Regions from separate parts of the Mus musculus genome. Here region 1 is linked to region 2. The links are chromatin contacts, called in public Hi-C maps. All regions are on one chromosome and are shown on one strand. Each heading gives the region's core, a stretch centred on a gene start, on an enhancer-like site or on the middle of the called end of the contact. The rest is flanking DNA. Distances are from core to core; before and after follow the strand shown. Region 1 overlaps Col4a2 (collagen, type IV, alpha 2). Region 2 overlaps Myo16 (myosin XVI).

Region 1 (2,700 bases), core at 75-2,574, 1.0 Mb before region 2:
CATTGGCAGTCTCCAGCTTCACCTGTCGTGATTAGGACAGGGTTGCATGCGTTAAGCTGGGCTTGGACTAGCAGGGGTAGAGGACAGGTGGAGGGGCTGGTGGGAGAAGACACTGAGTGCTGTGATTAAAGGCGTGCGCTGCCACGCCTGGCTTTAGAGTGCCTTTTATGCTGCATATACGTGCTGAGGTCACGGGTAGTCCTCATCCAGACATAAGGTGTTTCATAGGACTTGTACACAGCCCGAAGTTAACTTTACCCACAAGTTTTGGTGTGGCCACTTTGGCTGCGGCCCAGCGAGTGATGCCAGCTGTGGGATTCCCCACTTGCTGTGCCATATTGGCATATTGGTTCTCAGAGAGTTTCAGATTCTGTAGCATTTCAGATTTCAGATCAGACTGCCCATCCTTTACCCTCAGAGAAGTGAATGAAGGGTGGGGGCGGGGTCAACTTGCAAGAGGAGGTGACATGGGGGCTAGGTTGGGGTCACCATCCTGACCTTCCCACCCTGCAGTCCTCACCTTTCCATCCTTTCTGCCCTCGTGTTCCTGGGAAACCTGAAGGTCCCGGGTAGCCCACTCTCCCTTCTGATCCTTTCAGGCCAAACAGGAAGCCTACGGAAAAACACACAGGACAAAAGCATTTGTGAGAGTCGGCCAGATCAGTCAGGTCCAGTGCAGCCTCTCAGCCAAGTCTACCCCAGCTCCTTGCATCTCCAGACCCACACCAGCACCTCCAAGACAGAAGCTTGGACAGCCATGTGGCCATGGTCCCTCAGGATGGAACAGAGACCAGAGCCTGCAAATTTAGCTTTTCTACCAATGTATCGAGACCAATGTCTTTGCTTTTGAGGAACGTTCAGTCCAAACGAAGAATTTGACTTTTCAGCCATGTTGCTGATGGCCGCGCATCTCTGCTCAGCCTCAGAGAATGTCCCCCAAGGTGTGTGTGTGGGGGGGTGGGGGGGTTGGTGTGGGATTAAGATAAACTCAGCTCTCCCTCTGTCCCCTTTCTGGAGTGCATGCCCATCTCTTCTCAGACCTCCCCATTTCTCCTTTCTCCTGCACACATGAACACACATGTAAACCTGCAAACATGGGGGTCCTGGAAACTAACTGGAATTCTCCTAATTGGTACTGGGCATGGTTGACCTCACTAAATGACCTTGGCCCCAATATTCCTCTTCTAGGTTCACTTTTTTTTTCACTAAAGGTCAGAGTTATTAGTCACTACAGTGCCCCAATAATTGCACATATGTATATCAATTGACCAGATGAGACTCCACTAAGACCTCACAATTCTTAGAGGCCTTTGGGAAGACTGCCATCTGGTGGTGGATCCAAGGCTGCGTATCCAGGCGAGATTGGCTGTGCTGCAGGGTAGCTGAGTACCTCTGGACTCCTTTGCTTCTCATTGTCTTACTCTGTAGCCCAGGCTGGCCCCAAACTTATGGTGACTCTCTGGTCTCAGCCTCCCAGGTGTCAGGATGACAGGTATGAGCCACCAAGCCTTATTGCTGCTAAATCTAGTAGTGGTCATAGCTCCATCGAATACCCCAGGACAAGGTAGGTGCTTGTGGCTACACAGGAAAGGATAAGGAGGCAGTGACTTCAAAGGCATGGGATGGTTTGGGAGCGCCTAGGGAAGCAGAGATTTGTAGAAGAGACCAGCGGGCATTGTTCTGTGTAATCTGATCTGGCCTCACATCTAACACAGTCTCTCACTCACTCATTCATCCACCACAAGCCAGCTCCTGAGCCACGCCAGGCAGCAGGCCAGGAGCTGTGTTGGCACTGGGAAGCTGGCCTGCCTCGAGCTGACAGCTGAGATGCAGGGACACAGCTAACACGCTCAGCAAACAAATGTGAAGTTTCAGATTCTAGCTAGCACCGTGAGAGGGAAGCTGGGAGCAGCTGATTTAGAATGGGTGGTGTCCAGGGGGGTCTTCTGAGGAAGTGGCATGGACTGTGGCTGACAGAGGGAGCTGGCCAGGCGGGGAGCTGAAGGGCTCTCCAGAAATGGAACGGAGGGACCAAATGGCCCCTTAACAGTATGGAGCCATGACCAGGGAGTGTGTAAAGGGTACACGGAGGAGTGTTGTCATGGAGGAGGGGAGAAGACCCTCTTGGGCTTTTATTCCTAAGGGCAACGGGAGTCCTGAAGTGTTTTAAGGAGAGAGACTGCACCACACACTGTGAGTCCAGTGTGGAGAGTGAGGTGCCCAGAGACTCCTGGCTCAAGTACAGACGCTATGGAGGAATAGTGGTACCAGGGAATGTGTGGGTCAAAGAGGAGAGTGACAGCGTGGAGATCTGCAGCTCCGCTCTGGGCATTCTTGAGACCCAGTGCTGCTGATTCTAGTGAGAAGTTTCATGGCTGTAGCTCAGAGTACAGAGGAGGAATGGTGATGTTTTCACAGGGCTGCGTTCCCACTGGAGAGGAGAGGAGAGAAGAGGGGAAGAGAGGAGAGGAGAAAGGAGGGGAGGAGAGGAGAGGAAAGGAGAGGGGAGGGAAGGGAAGGGGAGGGGAGGGGAGGAGAGGAGAGGAGAGGGGAAGAGAGGAGAGGAGAGAGACAGAGAGACAGAGACAGGCAGAGAGAGACAAAGAGAGAGAGGTGGGGGAGGGAGGGAGAGAGAGAAGCAGTTAGAGAGGGAGAAGGAGAGGGAGAAGGAGAGGGAGAGGGAGAGGGAGAGGGAGAGGG
Region 2 (2,723 bases), core at 2-2,501:
GGTGACCCCCACATGTTTGATGTGAGCCTGAGGGAGTTCCCTAAAACACACAGAAGGAGTATACCAAGTCCCCTCGTCCCCACCCCACCCCTTCCAGGCCCTGCTGACAAACTCTTTCTCATTGCAACTAAATGAGTCCCACTTAAGGAAAAATGTTTTCTTTATCTCCTGGCTGGCACAGAAACACGGTATATTTTAGATCCCTCAGATGGTGTTCTGGCCTAGGATATGTGAGCGGACATTCTTACGGGAGTTTTAATTTCTGTTTGTACTTTTGTTGTTGTTAGCTTGTGATGTGTAGCATTAATCACGTGGCCCAATGAGAATGGAAGAAGGACCAGCAGCAGGCCTGGAGGGACTTGCTGAGAGATCCTACCCGGCCCCCTGGGGCCCTGAGGCTCCAGTGCCTTTCCACATTCAGGTTGATCCACCATCAAAAGATAGTGGGAGCAGGGGCTGTCTCTGGCAGCATCATTTGCCTCTGGACCTCTTTGCCATAGCTGGGCTACCTTGTCTTGTCACCATAGAAGAAAATGCATCTAGTCTTACTGCAACTTGCTATGCCAAGGCTGGCTAATAGCCTTGGGAAACCTCCTTTTTATTGAGGAGAAAGGGCAAAGGGATAGATTGGGGGGTTGTAGTCAGCGGGAGGAACTGGGAGGAGAGGAGGGAGGGGAAGGCGTGATTGGCATGAAAAGTAAATAACTTAAACAATAACAGAAAAAGATAATGGACTTCAGTAACTCTGATATGTCACTCATCAACTTGACCGGGTCATTCAAAGTCCTGACTCTTGATTTAATCCACTAAAGACTCTGGGCCTGATCCTGGATGAGGCCATAGTCAGGCAGCCACACAGAAGAGTGGAGGGACAATCCTGGAATCCAATGCTTCTGTGGACCTGAAAAACCTAACCCTTCCTTGTAATCTCTTCATAAGTGTGTGATCTCCATTGTTCTCTGTAGGATGCTAATAGGCAAAAGCTTCCTCAGGAGCAGTGACGGGTGGCGGGGTAGGGGCGGGCACACACTTGGCACTGAGTGGGAGCCAAGAGATCCCTGTCACCCACATGCACTGAGCGGTCTGCCTGGCCCATGAAGGAGAGAAGTATTTTGATCCCTCTCCCTAGGAGACTTGGTCTCCTCTCAACTGCACTCAACGACTGAGCATGCAGGCTTTGAGCAGGGCAAAACACATATGTGCCACTGAATATTCATGAACTGTGTTTATTGTTGCATATTCATGGGCTATAGGCAGTCCCTCTTGCTGAAGAGATTGTTCTCTAAATGCAGCCGGCATCCACAGCTCTGGCTCTGTTGCGACACAGGTGGGTTCAGCTGACAGCTCTGTCAGAGCACAAGTTTTGGCAGTGTGTTACCCAGCTAGGACAAAGGAAAGAGGTTACCTTCAGCTGGGTCCCATGACACTGTGTCCTCCAGGCGACCGAGACTGTGATCCTGAATGTCACTGTCATTAGATTTGGGGTCAACTAAGAGGCAAGCTTTTGGACCAGTTTCTGAGTGCCTTTCTAAGAAAGATTGACCAAGGTGTCAGGGCTCTCCCCCAGAGTAAGCAGCACTTCCCAGTGGTAGCCCAGACAGGATGTCAGGACGGAGGCACAGTGCTGCCTGCCTGCTTTTGCTCCTTGCTGGTGAGGGCATCCACCCTGTGGCTTTAGTGGCTGCCACCATCCTTTACTGACTTTTGAACCAAAGTTCTCCACTCATCCAAAGCGGACCAAGAATGAGTGGCTCTCCCCAGAGTCCACCCTGCCTTCTAAGCCGCACTGGATGGCTGAGGCAGGTTGAGCCTCACAGGTTGAGAAGTTGCTGCTTCTCAAGTATCGTCATCATCAGAACACAGTGTGAACCATCTATGAATCTCCCTGTGTAATACATTTTACCAGTTCTGGTCATTTAGAGAACCCTATCTAACATGAAGTCTTGGCAGTCCAGAGAACACATGGAGACTTCAAGAGAGGTTACCATGTGTTAAAACCCTAGATACGTGAGAAGGGGGCTGGGGTGTGGACAGTGCCTACCAGGGCTCAAAGGAACTCAGACTAATACAAAACGGGGTAGGGGAGGCCCCACTCCATACTCAGAGGGAAGGAGGCACTTCTGGCAGGGCAGTGTGGGTGCCCAGTGCAGTGGCAAAGGGTTCCACTTAGCGAGTGGCCGCTGCGGCGACTGGGCAGATGGGACTAGTCACTAGTATGACACTTTACTAGATCCATATAACAAGATCTGAAAGAACACACACACGCGTTATACAAACACACAAGTACATGTGCATACATGCACATATACACACATATGCACATATACACATGCCAGAGAAACACAGAAGCACACATGCATACATATATACATACATATATATGTTCACCTACACACATACATATACATACGCACATACACACATGCACACATGAAAACACCTGCACACACACATATACTTATATATAAACACACAAATGAACACATATAGTCAAACATAGACACACATAACATACATATATACTCTCACACAACACAGTCACACGTTAAAAACATACATACACACACAAGCTGTGAACATGACCCTGTGAAATCTCAGTGGGACCACCCAGTAGCCCTGCCCTTGCCCTTTTTCATTACCCAAATCTAAAACTCCCATCTATCTATCCAGTCACAGTGACCAGCTGAGCAAACCGAAGTCCACTCAATGGTCTCTATCTATGC

Evidence for each region. Hi-C and Micro-C count contacts between places; a contact is called where the count stands out from the background.
Region 1: a contact with region 2 is called in a Hi-C map of cortical neurons, with 4 times the contacts expected there. The contact joins two enhancer-like sites. A contact is called at or near these places in 4 of 39 promoter capture datasets (hippocampal neurons, liver, pre-B cells and 1 more), 1 of 15 datasets of contacts at CTCF or cohesin (stem cell-derived epiblast-like cells), 11 of 484 Hi-C or Micro-C datasets (cortical neurons, differentiating embryonic stem cells, embryonic stem cells and 5 more), 3 of 115 datasets of contacts at active chromatin or transcription factors (SST interneurons, bone marrow-derived dendritic cells and kidney) and 1 of 9 other capture datasets (embryonic stem cells).

The regions. Positions count from the first base shown.
Region 1 is chr8:11,418,490-11,421,189 of GRCm38.p6, reverse strand. It overlaps Col4a2 (collagen, type IV, alpha 2), which reads right to left. Exons shown (of 48, transcript NM_009932.4): 21 at 521-613; 22 at 1-22. Among named protein-coding and RNA genes, the nearest start is that of E230013L22Rik, 58 kb to the left of the region's middle. Within about 2 kb of position 1,324, at least 83 of the 459 cell types and tissues checked have an H3K27ac peak or open chromatin away from gene starts, as enhancers often do. A contact at or near this core is called in cortical neurons and stem cell-derived neural stem cells, where this site is marked.
Region 2 is chr8:10,417,614-10,420,336 of GRCm38.p6, reverse strand. All of the region lies in intron 16 of Myo16 (myosin XVI), which reads right to left. All of the region lies in intron 1 of Gm51561 (a long non-coding RNA gene), which reads left to right. Among named protein-coding and RNA genes, the nearest start is that of Gm51561, 11 kb to the left of the region's middle. Within about 2 kb of position 1,251, at least 21 of the 459 cell types and tissues checked have an H3K27ac peak or open chromatin away from gene starts, as enhancers often do. A contact at or near this core is called in cortical neurons and stem cell-derived neural stem cells, where this site is marked.